3 separate regions of the Mus musculus genome follow, and all the other regions are linked to region 2. A link is a contact called in public Hi-C and promoter capture Hi-C data. All regions are on one chromosome and are shown on one strand. The core of a region is the stretch at or near the end of the contact, and the rest is flanking DNA. Distances in the headings are between cores, read along the strand shown.

Region 1 (4,793 bases), core at 1,269-3,768, 230 kb before region 2:
TCGCCCTGATTTACTATATTATGATACAGTCTTTGCTTTGCTTTCTCTGGCACTGTGTCTACTGTACACTGCGTGTGTGCGCTGCACACTGTGTGCCACACATGCCTGGAGACCAGAACAAGATGCTGAGCCTGCTGAGGTTCTCTGCAAGAGCAGAGCAAACTATTTATTTATTTATTTATTTATTTATTTATTTATTTATTTATTTATTTAATGTATATGAGTACACTGTTGCTGTCTTCAGACACACCAGAAGAGGGCATCAGATCCCATTACAGATGGTTGTGAGCCACCATGTGGTTGCTGGGATTTGAACTCAGGACCTCTGGAAGAGCAGTCAGTGTTCTTAACCACTGAGCCATCTCTCCAGCCCCAGAGCAAGCTCTTAAACACCACACCGTCTTACAGATCCCAATATTTTATCTCCTGTCTAAGACAATGATCACACTAATTACATTGCTGCATCAGGCACTTCTCTGTTGCTGTGTTAGCTCACCATGACCAAGGCAACTTACAGAGAGAAGAGTTCATGTTGGCTTACTGTTCCAGAAAAGGAGTCCATAATTTCAGGGAGAGGGATGAGCTGGTTGCTAAAGCAGGAAGTTGAGAGACACACAGGAAGTCTAGGGTGCCAACCAGAAGCAAAGCTAGGCTATAAACTCTCCAAGGCCATCCTCCAGTGACATACTTCCTCCAGAAAGGCTTCACTTCCTGAATATTTCTTAGCTTCCTAAACAGTACCACCAACTTAGGACCAAATGTTATTCAAATATCTGAATCCTGTGAAGGACATTTCTCACTCAAACCACCACAGTGTACACACACACAACACACTCAAACTACCACAGTGTATACACACACAACACACTCAAACCACCACAGTGTACACACACACAACACACTCAAACCACCACAGTGCACACACACACAACACACTCAAACCACCACAGTGCACACACACACAACACACTCAAACCACCACAGTGTATACACACACAACATATGAAAATTATTCTGGGCATTTGTCTCAGGAAAATGAAAATTGATGCTTACATAAAACCTATATACAAATCTTTACAATAATTTTACTTCTGACGACCGAAATTTGGAAGACAACTCACAATTCCTTCAAAAGATGAGTGATTAAACAAATAATCCATCCATGCATCGAATATTATTCAACAATGAAAAGGAGTAAATTACACACACACACACACACACACACACACACATATATATATATACAACAACTTTGATGAATCTCAATGAATTGGTAGCAAATGAAAAGTCAGTCTTGAGATGTATGGTCCCACTCACTACAACATCCTTGAAATGACCGCATTCAGAGATGGAAACGTATTAGTGGTCTAAGATGGTGGCCAGGCTTTGAGAGAGTAAGTAGCAAGATTGGTCTTCACGTGGACTTGGGATGTATCTTGACTGATGATGCTGACATGAACACATACACGTTATGAGCTTGCACACATACAAGCATGTAAGACTTAATGGATGCATAGAAGCCTGCTAGATTTTTTTACCAATGCACATTTCCTGGTGATAAGATTTGTGCTATAACTACAGGATGTTGCTTTCAAGGAGCCTGGACAAAGGGCATACATACTCTTTCTATATTATGTCTTATAACTATTTGGGAATTCCCAGTGATCCCAAAGGAGGAGTCTGGCAAGTGCTCGCAAGCTGGAGCTGTTTTAGGACTTAGAAAGGAAAACTGTACATACAATGCTCATCTTTGGCAAGCTTTCTGGGACTGTGTGAATCATCAGTGTCATCTTAGAGTCTGGAGGTAACCCCGGCGTGTGGTTTTTATAATTGGAGATCACACCATGAAGATGTACCCACCTAGATCCTGTCCTTTCAATTTGGAGTTAGCAGCCTTATTAATTTTTTCCCTCATTGGTGTCCATGAGCTGCACTAATGACTTCAGTAAATGTTTCTACTACTTAAGAGATTTTCTGTGAGACATTGAATGCTGTATTATGGGTGCTCTCTATAAATACTGCTTAAAATTAGATGGCAAAGGCTCCCAATTCACATCCTGCCAACTGTCTTACCACACTTTTCCCCCCCTTGCCTGTTTGCCTGCCATGCTATCCTCTATAATGAGTGAGTTACAGTAATTGTAGCTGGAAAAATCATCATGCAAAGTGGGGGGGGGGGGGGGCGGGGCGGGGCGGGGCGGGGACGGCTCAAAACCTGCCTTATTTTTAAATGAGTAAAGCTTCTGTCGGTTTTTTTTTTTTTTTTTTTTTTGGCCGCGTTTCAGCCTCACAGCGAAGTGAAAGAGCCAAAAGAGGCAGTGGGGTAACTGGCACGTGGGGGGTGGGGTGGGGGTAGGGTCGTGGCAGCATCAATTAACCGGATTTCATTTTCCCTTAATAAAGAAATTCGGTTTTTCCACAGCTAACTGTATAATCAATTTGCTGCCCCGCTGCTTTGCTAACTGGCTGTTGGCGCCACTTCAATACTATTGAGCCTAGCCTGTGGCCAGAGCTCGAGGAGGAGCCAGCGGCAGGGAGGAGGAACTCTCTGCCGGACTCGGACAGACTCAGACTCGGCCGGCCGAGTTGACTCCTTCCTGCAATTTCTCTGCGCTTTGTTTGCTCCCATCTTTCTTTCCTTGTTATTTTGACGCATGATCTCATGTAGCCCAGGCTGGTCTCACTAGTAGTGGAGATTACACGCAGGGATCACAACATCTGCTTTATGCAGAGCTGGGGACTGAACCCAGGGTTTTATGCGTGCTACACAAGTACTCTACCGGTTGAGCTAAATCCTGGGGCCTGAACTCTTTAGTTCCCCCTCCCCCATTTCCCCCCTTCTCTCTCCTCTTCTTTCTATCTACGTATTTCTTTTGAAATTGCCTGCGTATGTTTGTGCGAGCGCGGGGGTGGGGTGAGGTGGAGTGGGGCGTACGACAGGGGGTGGGGAAGTTCGCGCCTGCCAAGACATGGGTGTGGAGGTCAGGCAGATTGCTTGCTGCAGTCTGCTCTCTCCACTGCGTGGATCCCCAATGATTGAACTCAGATCATCAAGCTTGCTGGTGGCAAATGTCCTTTCCCCCTTAGTCATCTCATTGGCTGTCTGTCTTTTCTCTGTAGGGAGCAAGAGCTGGCTGAGATGCCCACTGCTTGCCTTAACCCCTTGAGCTCACGTGATCTTGCTGCCTCAGCCTCCTGAACAGCGGAAATGACAGGCAAACACAGTGGCTCTTTCATTCCAGTCGTAGAGAATAACTAATTTTACTTATGATCATTAGTGTGTTCGCTGGTACTTTTATGTCACCTTAGTAACTCTGATGCATCTGTGCCCTGCTGTAGGCCAGAGGACTTGGTTCCCTCCTCTATTGTTTGAAGCAGGGTCTCTCTTGTTTCTAAGGTTCTGTTTACTCAGCTCGCTGACCTGTGAGCTTCTAGGTGATTCCTCTGTCTTCACTTCGTGCCTCCTTGTGGGTGTTTGAGGACTACAGATGTGCACCACCACCTCTGGATTTTTTATGTGGGTTCTGGGGAATCTAACTGAGGTCAACGGACTTTAGTGTGCAAGGCTTTACCCACTGAGCCATCTTCTTGATGCTCCACGCGTCCCCATCCCTCTGGTATAACAGCTGACTCTGGTATAACAGCTGACATGGTATTAGAGCTGCCTTAATCACGTTCTGATGTCTGGTTGACAAGTTTAAAGTCTTCCATTTACTGTGGCTTTGGAGCACTCTGGAAGGATTTTAGTTTTATGGTATTATCTAACTATGTAGGAATTTAGAGTGTTGAGGAAAAAAAAAAAAAAAAAAAAACCCGTGTTTCCAATACAGTTGTTTCTGTGAGTGAAGCAGCTGAGTCTGTAGCAAATGCTCTTTGCAATCAGCACTTTCAAGTTATCCTTCTGTCGGCTTGGAGAGAGTGCAGAAAAACCACATTCTCTCCTAACTGCTGATTGTGTTCTTGCAGCCTGTCCCAGGCCTGCAAATTATACCCTGTACGACGGATCGGATCGCTCACTAACTCACTTGTAGTTCCACATTTTTCTCTCTAGCTTGCTGGATTACAAGACACAAGTTAAACTACAAGATAAACAAATATTATCTTTAGTCACAGAATCACCAGACAAAAAGCCCCTCAGAGCAAGCTGGCTCCACCCTCCTTGTGGCTATTTCTGCTCCTTATTCTGAAGGCTGCACTTCAGTTTAAGGACCGTGGACTTGGAAGGCCTGAGGAAAGCTTGAGTCAAGATGGCCAGGACAACATCTGTCTCTGTGCTGGGACCCTAAAAGCTCCCCTGATAGCTTTGTCATCTTTAGTCCCTCGAGTAGCAGGCCTCTGAGGATCACACACCTTGAGAGGTCATGGTGTAGACATGCACACTGAGCCTTCTAGCCTCAGCTGTGGATCCTTCCTGTAGTTCTCGGAGTCATTTTTCTGACATTCATACCTCTAACTGTAAAGTTGGCGCTCCATGTCTCTGTGCCCTCATCCCTCAGTGATAACTATATCACAGTTTGGAATGAATCCCCTCCAAACCTATTACAGTTTCCCACTTCCCCCTACCTGACTTTTCTTAGAGGATCCCTAAGATGGATTCTAGCGAGCTGAGATATTTGTCTAGTTCTCTTGTATTTCCATCTGGTGTGGGGCTTCTTTTCTTATGAGTTATACTCAAAGGGGTAATAAGACCTGGAGAGGTAAGAACACATGTCCCATTGACTGTGACCTGTGTTTCTCTGGAATCCCCAGGGTCAGTGTTCACCCTAGGCCATGTCTGCAATGGAACACAGCAT
Region 2 (4,462 bases), core at 391-2,890:
CAAATACAGTGATGGTTCTGTTTATAAGATCAACTCAGGAAGGCCTGTGCTTCACTTTAGTAGGGTTCAGTCTGAAGAGCACAGGTAATGGGGGAGAGTTAAGAAAACACACACACACACACATACACACTCACTTGCACACACACATACGCATGCATGACACACAACTGTAACTGAATAGCATGAAGTTAGGATTGCATTTAGAGAAGTACAAAACTCTGATAAAGATGGAGAATGAGAGACCAGCAGCTAGAGAGGATGTTGTGTCAGCAAGGAGGGATTGGCCAATGAGCCCCAAAGTTAGCAGAAACAGAAGTGTAAAAATGAGTTCAATGATATAGTGCCACCTATCATCTTAGACCTTTTTGTGATGCGGAGCAGTGGACACAAGTCTTGAACATCTGCTTTGGACCCAGTTAATATTTGTTTCTAATCACCCTTTAGTTTGAGTAGCATCATCTGCACGTTAATTATTTTACCATTACTTACTACCTAAAGAGCCTATAAAAATAAAACTATTACTTAAGTACAATATATGATTCCAGTGAACATTTGTGCTTAGCAACTGTTCATCTTAGTAACTTCTTCATCCAGTTTGCATAGAAACCAGCCATCTATTTTAACCCTCGAAGAAAAGCAGGCTGTGTTGAATGTCCTGGAACCATACAGCAAACTCCAGCAGGGCATTCTCCAGGGTTATTCAGACTATTTGCAATTTCCGGCTTAGGTGCTGACTTCAGAATGGGTTTAAAGTGGCACATCGAAGAGATTGTCCTGGGCTCAGACCATACTCTAGAGGTTAGGCACTCTGCTGCTAAAAGCATGCCGGAAGCCTAAAGGTCCCGTACTTTCCCCTGGCCTGATTCACTCTGGGCTAAACCTTTTATGTCTACTTTTAGAGTCCGATGCTTGTAAATATCCTTTACTCTAGAAGAGTTAATATAATAGAGACTTTAAACGCAAACAAGATATGCTTGTCATACACGATTAGTAGAAAAAGCAAGAGTTAGTTTCTCCTACCCACAGGCTGGGTTGCTCTGTCGGGTTTAGACTCCGGTTGAACTAGAAGCAAATTCTGCCCTCTACTGTAAGAGACTGGATTTAGTATAGTCAATTGCTTACAGTAAACTTTTAAGGGCCTAGTTATATGACCCAACCAAGCCTGAAAGTGGCTATGTAGCCTAGGATGGCCTCGTACTGGGGGCGACCTCCTGCCTCTGCGTTCCAAACACTGGATTTCAAGTGTGCACTAACACACAGGCTACGGTAAACTCACTCGGTCACCACCTGCGGGCAGCGAGACAGCAAGTAAACTGTGAGTCAGACTTGGGAAGCCTGTGCTTTTCTTACACCCTCTGTCCTCCGCAGAGCTCGGGGACGCGCTGGGGGCTAGCCTGGCCTCTCGCTGCCTCCCTGCCACGTGACTGCGTGAGCTGCGGGGGCTCGGGGGTGGCGTTTACCTGCTGCCGGTCCCCACCAGGTACGTGTTGGTGCCTTGCAGGGTCATGGGACCCGGGTTGCAGCCCAACACGCGCACCACCCGACTGGACAGCTGCTCGATGCGCTGCAGAGCGGCAGCCATCTCTCTATCTACCTCGGTGACCGCCGGCACCCGAATTCCAAGTCACTCAGCGTGCTGCGACCTCAGGCTCGGAGGGCAGGGCGGCGGTCTCGTGACGTCAGGCCCGGCGCGGATCACGTGGGACTTCGCTCAGTGGCCCGGAGCGGATTGGCGGCCACTATCTTACGACTTGCTGGCACGCCCGTCAGCCAAGTGACGGGGGTGGGGTGGAGGGATGAGTTCGCGGTGACTGTGGCATGAGGTGGCCTGACCCGCCCGCACTGGCCTCAGCCGGCTCCGTCGCTGAGCTTCTTGTGTCTCTGAGCCTTGTTTCCAAGTAGCTTTACATATCCATAAAGAAGAATGCAGTTACTTCATTGAAGTTAACCTCCAGAAGTGGGGGAGGGAAGGTCACAAGCTAGGCAGGTATGGGGAGTATTTACTGAGTCACCAACTTAGGAAGGAATGGCAGGCTGGTGATTTGAAGAATAGCTTACCTTTTACAATAAATGATGGCAACCAATGCTTACTTGTACCTGTGTGCGTCTAGCCAAGGGCCACCTCCGAACATTACTTTTTAATCCTCAACAACAGGAAAAAAAAAAAAAAGTAAAGAAAAGAAAGAAAGAAAATAAAAGCGACTGTGCATATCTGCAGAGGCCAGAAGACAATTTGACAATTTCAGGTGACTCAGGAACTGTGCATACCCTTCACCAGTGTTGACTTGCCACCCAGGCCAGACTGGCCAGCGGTTGACAGCCCCAGAGATTCCCATGTCTCCATCTCCCCAGTACAGGCATTATAAAAATGAGACACCATGCCCCACATTTTTACATAGGTTCTGGGGGATCAGCCTCTGCTTGTCGTGCTTATAAGGCAATCACTTTAATAACTGATCTATCGCCCCAAACCCCATTAGTTATCTACTCTTAAAATCCCACGTAGTTCTTAACTCTTTTTTTTTTTTTTTCGAGACAGGGTTTCTCTGTGTAGCCCTGGCTGTCCTGGAACTCACTTTGTAGACCAGGCTGGCCTTGAACTCAGAAATATGCCTGCCTCTGCCTCCCAAGTGCTGGGATTAAAGGCGTGCGCCACCACCACCCGGCAGTTCTTAACTCTTAACAGGCACAATTTCCCCCCATTTTATAAATGTAAATTGGAGTTTGGGAGAGCCAAGCTCTGCTTCCACTTGTTTTACATGAGCACATGGTGCTATCTGCGCAGAGTGGAGGGGCTTGTTTATCTCCTCTCTATCCTACCCTTGCCAAGGGAAATAGGTTGGTTTAGTGTCCAAGGTGAAAGTGATATAATTGCTCTGTCTTTTCCAATTTTCTCTGCCTTTCCCAATCAGCAAGTATTAAGCATTGCTTCCCACTTTAAAATTTTTAGTTATAAGTTACTTATAAGAAAATGCACAGATCCTAAGATATCCATCAAATTATGATGAATATATACCACAAAAGAGATGTAGAGTGTATTCACTACCTTAGCCTACTCCTTTTAGGAATATGGCTCCTCCAGCAAATGCTGAGGCACACAACCAAGACTGAATTCACTATGTAGAAGAAAAACCTGGGTGGACAGTCTGGGACAACCCAGTAAGGCTGTCTTTCTCTGTGAAGTATGCGACTGCATGCTTACTTGAGTGGAGTCTAGTGCATGGATATATGTTGGTCTGCGTCCGCTGGGCATGGCCTCTTGGAGAGTTTGACTGTGTCTACAGCTGGTGGGATGGGTGCAGTGCTGTAGGGAAGCACCAAGACACAGCTTCAGGGGTGGGAAACCACAGTCTGAGATGTGGGAAAGCTGGAACTGGTTCTGGGGTCCCTGGGCCTGCGATGAGGCCAGGGCTGTGGGTTTCTCAGACTTTTGGACATACATCCAGGCACAGCTGAGAATCAATCACAGAAGAGCCAAGAACAGATTTGGAGGCCCACAGAGTTGGGACCAGTGTCTAATCCAGGGGTGGGGGTGGGGGAGGAGAAAGGGGAGCTCTGGCTTGTCCCATGGGTGATTGTCCTCAGATTGGCAGAGGCAGGCTTCATAGTGGTTGTCATTGGACGTGCAGAGAGGCTTTTTGCAGGAGAATTAAGTTGTGTCTCTGTAGTTGAATGCCTTTTTCATGACTTACTATGGTAGATCTTGATAAAAGAAACAGTTCATGCATGGTTCTAAATAGTTTATTGTCATGGAAGAAAATGAATGCATAAAACCATATCCTACTACTCAGAGTGGAACTGAGATTCAGTGCCTTTTACAGGGAGGAGTGTTTGGGAAGGAAAGCTTATTGGTGAAGCCTTCTGGGCCTCTAGGTACCTCATTAGCATGGAGAACTCTGCTTTGGGCCTATATGACCATAGGACAAGTTTCTTTTAAGTGAGAAGCATGGTGGGTGTTCCAGGCCAGGGGTCTGGCAAGGGCAGGAAGTTGCTTAAGTCTCAGGTGTGTCCACTGAGTCTCTGGGTCTCAACCTGCATAGGTCTCAAACTTCCTGGCATGGTTTTATGTCCCACAGATATTAGGGTCCTAAAAAGTTGAAAGATTTAGAACAAAATTTGAGGTCTCTAAGAGCAATATGTAGAGAATAAGCAAATCAACACGCTGGCACAGATATGGAACCACTGCTTTGTAGAGTAAAAACTAGGCTTCCAGTCACTTGGTGGGACTATTAGTGGAGGATTAGGAGGTGTGGCCTTGCTGGGGGAGGCGTGTCACTGGGCTTGAGCCTTGAGGTTCCAGAAGACTTGTGCGTTTTGAGTTAGTTTCTTTCTGCTTGTGTGCTGAGTTGTGAGCTCCCGTTCTGCCTCTTCCTTGTGTGTTGAGATGTGAGTTCTCAGCTGCTGCCGCAGCCACTTGCCACTATGCTTTTGGTCCACCATTAATGGGCTCTAACGCTCTGGA
Region 3 (4,540 bases), core at 422-2,921, 140 kb before region 2:
TCTGCCTCCCAAGTGCTGGAATTAAAGGTGTGTGCCACCATGCCCAGCAAGACTAGACTTTTAAAATATAACTCTTACTAATAATTTTCATAATTGTTTCTACTATATGTTGTTGATTATTATAAGAGAATGAGGCTTTTTAATTAGACAAAAAAGGAAAATTGTTGAGCTTTGGTCTTCTTCTTATAGTGTAATACTAAATACTGGCCCACAGGCCTGGTTGCCTCTAGGGGAAAAAGAGTCTCCATATACTCAAGTGACACTATATAGCCTTGCCCCTCAGTTACCACTGACTAATGAATAGAGATGCCACAGCCAATAGCTGGGCAGAAGAGAGATAGGCAGTGTTCTTGAGTTCCCAGGCTTGGGAGTCTGAGGAGAAGAAGCAGGAGAGAGGAGGAAGCCACCATTGGGTAAGTGAGTTAAAAATGTGTGGCCTGAGGGCTGAACAATTGGGGTTAAGAGCAGTGCAAATGGAACATTGCAAGTTATATTTCAGGGATATTGATGGGGAAATAGATTCTAATAGCATAGAGGGTAGATATCTGCCCAGCTCTAGTGTTGACTAAGTTTTACCATAAAAATAAAAGTTATTTGTCTTTTATCTGGGAACTGAATGATAAAAGCAGGGCAGAAACCCTAAATTGAGATTAAATAATTATGAAAACAACTGGGTCTTTACAGAAATGTCAAGTAGGTTGCTAAATAGCAGAAAGAATACAAAAGTGGGTATTATCAATTAATTCTTCCTGAATTCATTCGTTGAAGTCTCAACCCGAATTGTGACAAGGCTTGAGGATAAATAGGGCTTTTGTGGAGGTAACTAAAGCTAAATGAGGTCATAAGGATGGAGCCTATGTCAGTGAGATTACTGCCTTTGTAAAAAGAGGAAGAAGCAGCTAAGAGTCTCTCTTCTTGTGAGAGATAGAAAAGAAGAGTTTGAGCAGGGTGTGGTGGCACATGCAGAGGCAGAGGCAGATGGATTGCTGAGTTATAGGCCAGCCTGGTCTACAGAATGAATTCCAGGACAGCCAGGGTTACAAAGAGAAACCCTGCATGCAAAAATAGATAAGTAAATAAAGAAATAAAAATAAAAGGAAGGAGAAGATGTCTTGGGTGCCCAGCCAGCACATTGGTCTTTTTTTTTTTTTGGTTTTTCGAGACAGGGTTTCTTTCTCTGTGTAGCCCTGGCTGTTCTGGAACTCACTTTGTAGACCAGGCTGGCCTCGAACTCAGAAATCCACCTGCCTCTGCCTCCCAAGTGCTGGGATTAAAGGCGTGCACCACCACTGCCCAGCCAGCAGATTGGTCTTAAACAGTTTTCAGAATGGTAAAATTTAAATGCAAACAAATGTCAATGTGGTTATTGGTTAAGTCGCTGGCCTTTGGCATTCTTATGGCCATCTAAGCAAATTAACATAGCAGGTATGAAACTGTGAAAGCGTAGAGACAAGGCGGAGAAGGGGGTAAAGGATGGCTCTGCGTGGGGTTCATTTGCTGCTGTGTGGTCGTTGGACTCATCAAAACTTTTGTACTGATCATCAGCTTTTTCTAAAGATTCTGGGTTTTGGTTTTGGTTTGGTTTTGGTTTTGGTTTTACAAGTCACTTTAAACAACTGAGGAAACAAGTCACCTAAAACAATAGAGGAAAGAGAAAGTAGAAACTTCTCTTGGAAGCCACTGTCCCCATCCTGTGAAGGAACTGTGGCATGGACCACACCTAGGACAGTACCTCACCCCCCATCCAAAGTCCAATTTGTCTTTGAAAAGGAGAGTGGAAAAAAGGTGAGGTCAAAGGACACTTGTGTTCCAGGTAGAGGCTGATTTGCAGAGTCCCACGAGCTCATGAACCTCCTAGTTTGCTACTTCTTTATGGAGAACAGGATCTAGGAGAGACTTAGAGAAATAGGAGGACAATAGGAATTACTGATCGTGCTTGAAGCCCAAAGGAGGGCAAACTATCACTCCAGTCAGGCTAACCCACACCCACTGCCGTTTTAAAAAATTATTTATTGATTCATGTCTGTGTGAATATTTTGCTCATATGCATGTATGTACACTATGTGTGCTTATTGGATTCCCCTGGTACTGCAGTTATGTATGAACCATTATGTGGGTACTGGGAATGGAACTCAGGTCTTCTGCAAGAGCAACAATACTCTTAAGTATTGAGACATCTCTCCAGCATCCCCACTGCCTTTTAAATTAGGCCTATTACAAGGCCCAGAATACTCTAAGCCCAATGGACTAAGGGTTTTTTTTTATTTGTAACTACTGAAAAGTTTAAGTGACAAGCTAAAAGGAGACCTGCTCTCATAAAGTTATAGCTGACAAAATTCCATTTGTAGTTTGTATGTGTTTATATATGTGTATATTTTTGCATATGCATGTATGCAGGTATGTGTATATATGTATATGTATGTATGTATGTATGTATGTAGGTAGGTGTGTGTTTGTATATTTATGTATATGTATAGGTGTGTGTTTATATATGTGTATAGGTGTATGTTTATGTATGTGTATATATATATATATATGCATGTATGTGTCTAGGGGTGTGTGTGTGTGTGTGTGTGTGTTTGTGTGTGTGTGTGTGTGTGTGTGTGTGTGTGTGTGTGTGTGTGTGTGTTAAAAGATACAGAACAGCGGTTGTGACTTCTTCCTGTAGCTGACTTGCTGGTTTGGTTTTCAGGCATTAGTTTTTGACTGACAACCAACTCTGTACATCCTATAGATGTATTCTTGCATAACTTACTCTTTCTTTCTTTTTTTAATTGTTCACTTCTTCCTGTATAGTTTCTGTCTGTCCTGGTTATAGTTTCTATTGCTGTTATAAGCAACTTACAGCTCATGGGCCAACCTCCATTATGAGGGAAGTCAGGGCAGGAACTCAAGACAGAATCCTAAGGCCAAAACTGAAGGAGAGGCCACCAGGGTGCTGCTTGCAGGCTACCTCCACATGGCTTGCCCAGTCTGCTTTCTTATACCGTCCTGGACCACATGTGAAGAGGTTGCACAAGCCACAATGGGCTGATTCTTCTCATATCTGTTATTAATGAAGAAAATGCACCACAGGTAAATGACTCTAGCCTGTGTTAAGTTGACGTAAAACAAGTCAGTATTCTGTTATTAGAGAAATCAGAGTTATTCTTAATAGGTTTTTTTGTTTGTTTGTTTTTGTTTTTTCGAGACAGGGTTTCTCTGTACTTAATAGGTTTTTAATTTGCTTTTCAGAGCCTCAGTTTAAATAAGCACACACAACCCCATTCACCCATGTTCTTTGTTAACTTAAATTCTACAGGCTGAGCAGCATATGTGCTTAAGAAAGCATGCATGTGCAAGTGTTCTTAAGCACCCACATCAAACATGTCTCTAAGGTTTGCTTAAATAAGGAACATGGTGCCAGACATTGGTGTGCATGCCTTTAATCCCAGCATTCCCCTGGCTGTTTCTGTCAGTCTTCCCTTCCCACATCATCATTGCCAATTTCTTGACTGTCTTGCTTAGGACATCACCAGTCCCTCCTTGACGTCAGTCACAGCTCACTGTTGGGATTCATATAACTTACTGTTGGGATTCATATCATCTCTCATACTCTGTACTGCACCCACAGATCCAGGTGCCTGGAAATGATGCTCATTTCTTACTTGCAGTCTTCACATAGGTGCTTTGAGCCACCTGTTACCCTGGTCCTCTGCTCTAGTGACGGGGAAGGAGAGGCATAGAAACCTCTGTGGGGCAAAGAGATGAACACTGCACTGAAGCACGAGGAATGTACAGTGGAACCCCAGGAAAACGGGTGGTCAATCTGGAAGAAGAAGCTCAAGGTTTCCAAAGTAGACAATGGACAGGGCTTATCAATGAAAAGAAAGGCCTTCCGACTCACAAAAGGCAGTGGAAGGAAGACAAAAATTGAGAAAGATTGGGCCCTGGGGAGGAGTGCTTAGAGAAGAGGGAGGGCTGCTTGTGGTCTGTAAATGCTGTAACATTAGGGAGGGTCTTGAACCATGTGCAAGGGATTTTAGATTTTAAATGAAATCATAGACAACTTTTAGTAGATCTTTTGTAGTTCTTACTGCTGTTAGCTAACTAGCCTGGAACTAAGACTAGGGTGGACTCTAACAAGGAATAGTAGAATTCAAATCAGGGGAAGCTCAAGAGAGACTAACACAGTTGTCCAGGCAACACATGATGAAGGACTCTGGATACAAAGGGAGGAATGCTTACAGCTCAGAGATGAACTGGGTGGGAGATGGAAGGCTAGAACAAACCCAAGTGTCACTAGATTCCTGGAGTAAGGACAGCATTGTGTAGTTACCTATAGGACTTGTGGATAGTCACAGAAGTAGCTGAGGGCTGAATGAAATGAAATTTTATGTTAAGGTATAGACGGATGATAGGGACTTCTAAGAAGAGACGGTAAAAGGAGAAGTACTATATCCCAAAGGGCATCCATCACTTAAAGTTACCGTATCAGCTATGAAGAGATGGTTTGAAAGACCTGGGTGAATCTAAAAAGCCATGTTTGTATGGATCTCTT

What was found. Promoter capture Hi-C pulls out the DNA fragments that hold promoters and counts their contacts. A called contact is a pair of places that touch in the nucleus more often than the background predicts.
Region 1: a contact with region 2 is called in a promoter capture Hi-C map of the HPC-7 cell line, with 3 times the contacts expected there. The contact joins the enhancer-like site here to the promoter of Lactb2 in region 2. A contact is called at or near these places in 4 of 39 promoter capture datasets (the C10 cell line, the HPC-7 cell line and pre-B cells), 4 of 484 Hi-C or Micro-C datasets (CD4 T cells, the G1E-ER4 cell line, the HPC-7 cell line and 1 more), 6 of 115 datasets of contacts at active chromatin or transcription factors (bone marrow-derived dendritic cells, embryonic stem cells, memory CD8 T cells and 3 more) and 1 of 9 other capture datasets (adipose tissue).
Region 3: a Hi-C map of regulatory T cells shows a contact between it and region 2, with 2.1 times the contacts expected there. The contact joins the enhancer-like site here to the promoter of Lactb2 in region 2. A contact is called at or near these places in 2 of 39 promoter capture datasets (the HPC-7 cell line and pre-B cells), 1 of 15 datasets of contacts at CTCF or cohesin (large pre-B cells), 6 of 484 Hi-C or Micro-C datasets (the Ba/F3 cell line, the G1E-ER4 cell line, the N1E-115 cell line and 3 more), 7 of 115 datasets of contacts at active chromatin or transcription factors (the 230-238 cell line, CD8 T cells, double positive thymocytes and 4 more) and 4 of 9 other capture datasets (adipose tissue, liver, macrophages and 1 more).

Annotation. Positions count from the first base shown.
Region 1 is chr1:13,424,068-13,428,860 of GRCm38.p6, forward strand. No RefSeq gene overlaps it. Among named protein-coding and RNA genes, the nearest start is that of Gm39595, 4.1 kb to the left of the region's middle. Within about 2 kb of position 2,519, at least 280 of the 459 cell types and tissues checked have an H3K27ac peak or open chromatin away from gene starts, as enhancers often do. A contact at or near this core is called in the G1E-ER4 cell line, the HPC-7 cell line, the N1E-115 cell line and 6 more, where this site is marked.
Region 2 is chr1:13,658,869-13,663,330 of GRCm38.p6, forward strand. It overlaps Lactb2 (lactamase, beta 2), which reads right to left and starts at 1,641. Exons shown (of 7, transcript NM_145381.2): 1 at 1,461-1,641. The coding sequence starts at 1,582.
Region 3 is chr1:13,520,205-13,524,744 of GRCm38.p6, forward strand. No RefSeq gene overlaps it. Among named protein-coding and RNA genes, the nearest start is that of Tram1, 67 kb to the right of the region's middle. Within about 2 kb of position 1,672, at least 11 of the 459 cell types and tissues checked have an H3K27ac peak or open chromatin away from gene starts, as enhancers often do. A contact at or near this core is called in CD8 T cells, memory CD8 T cells and regulatory T cells, where this site is marked.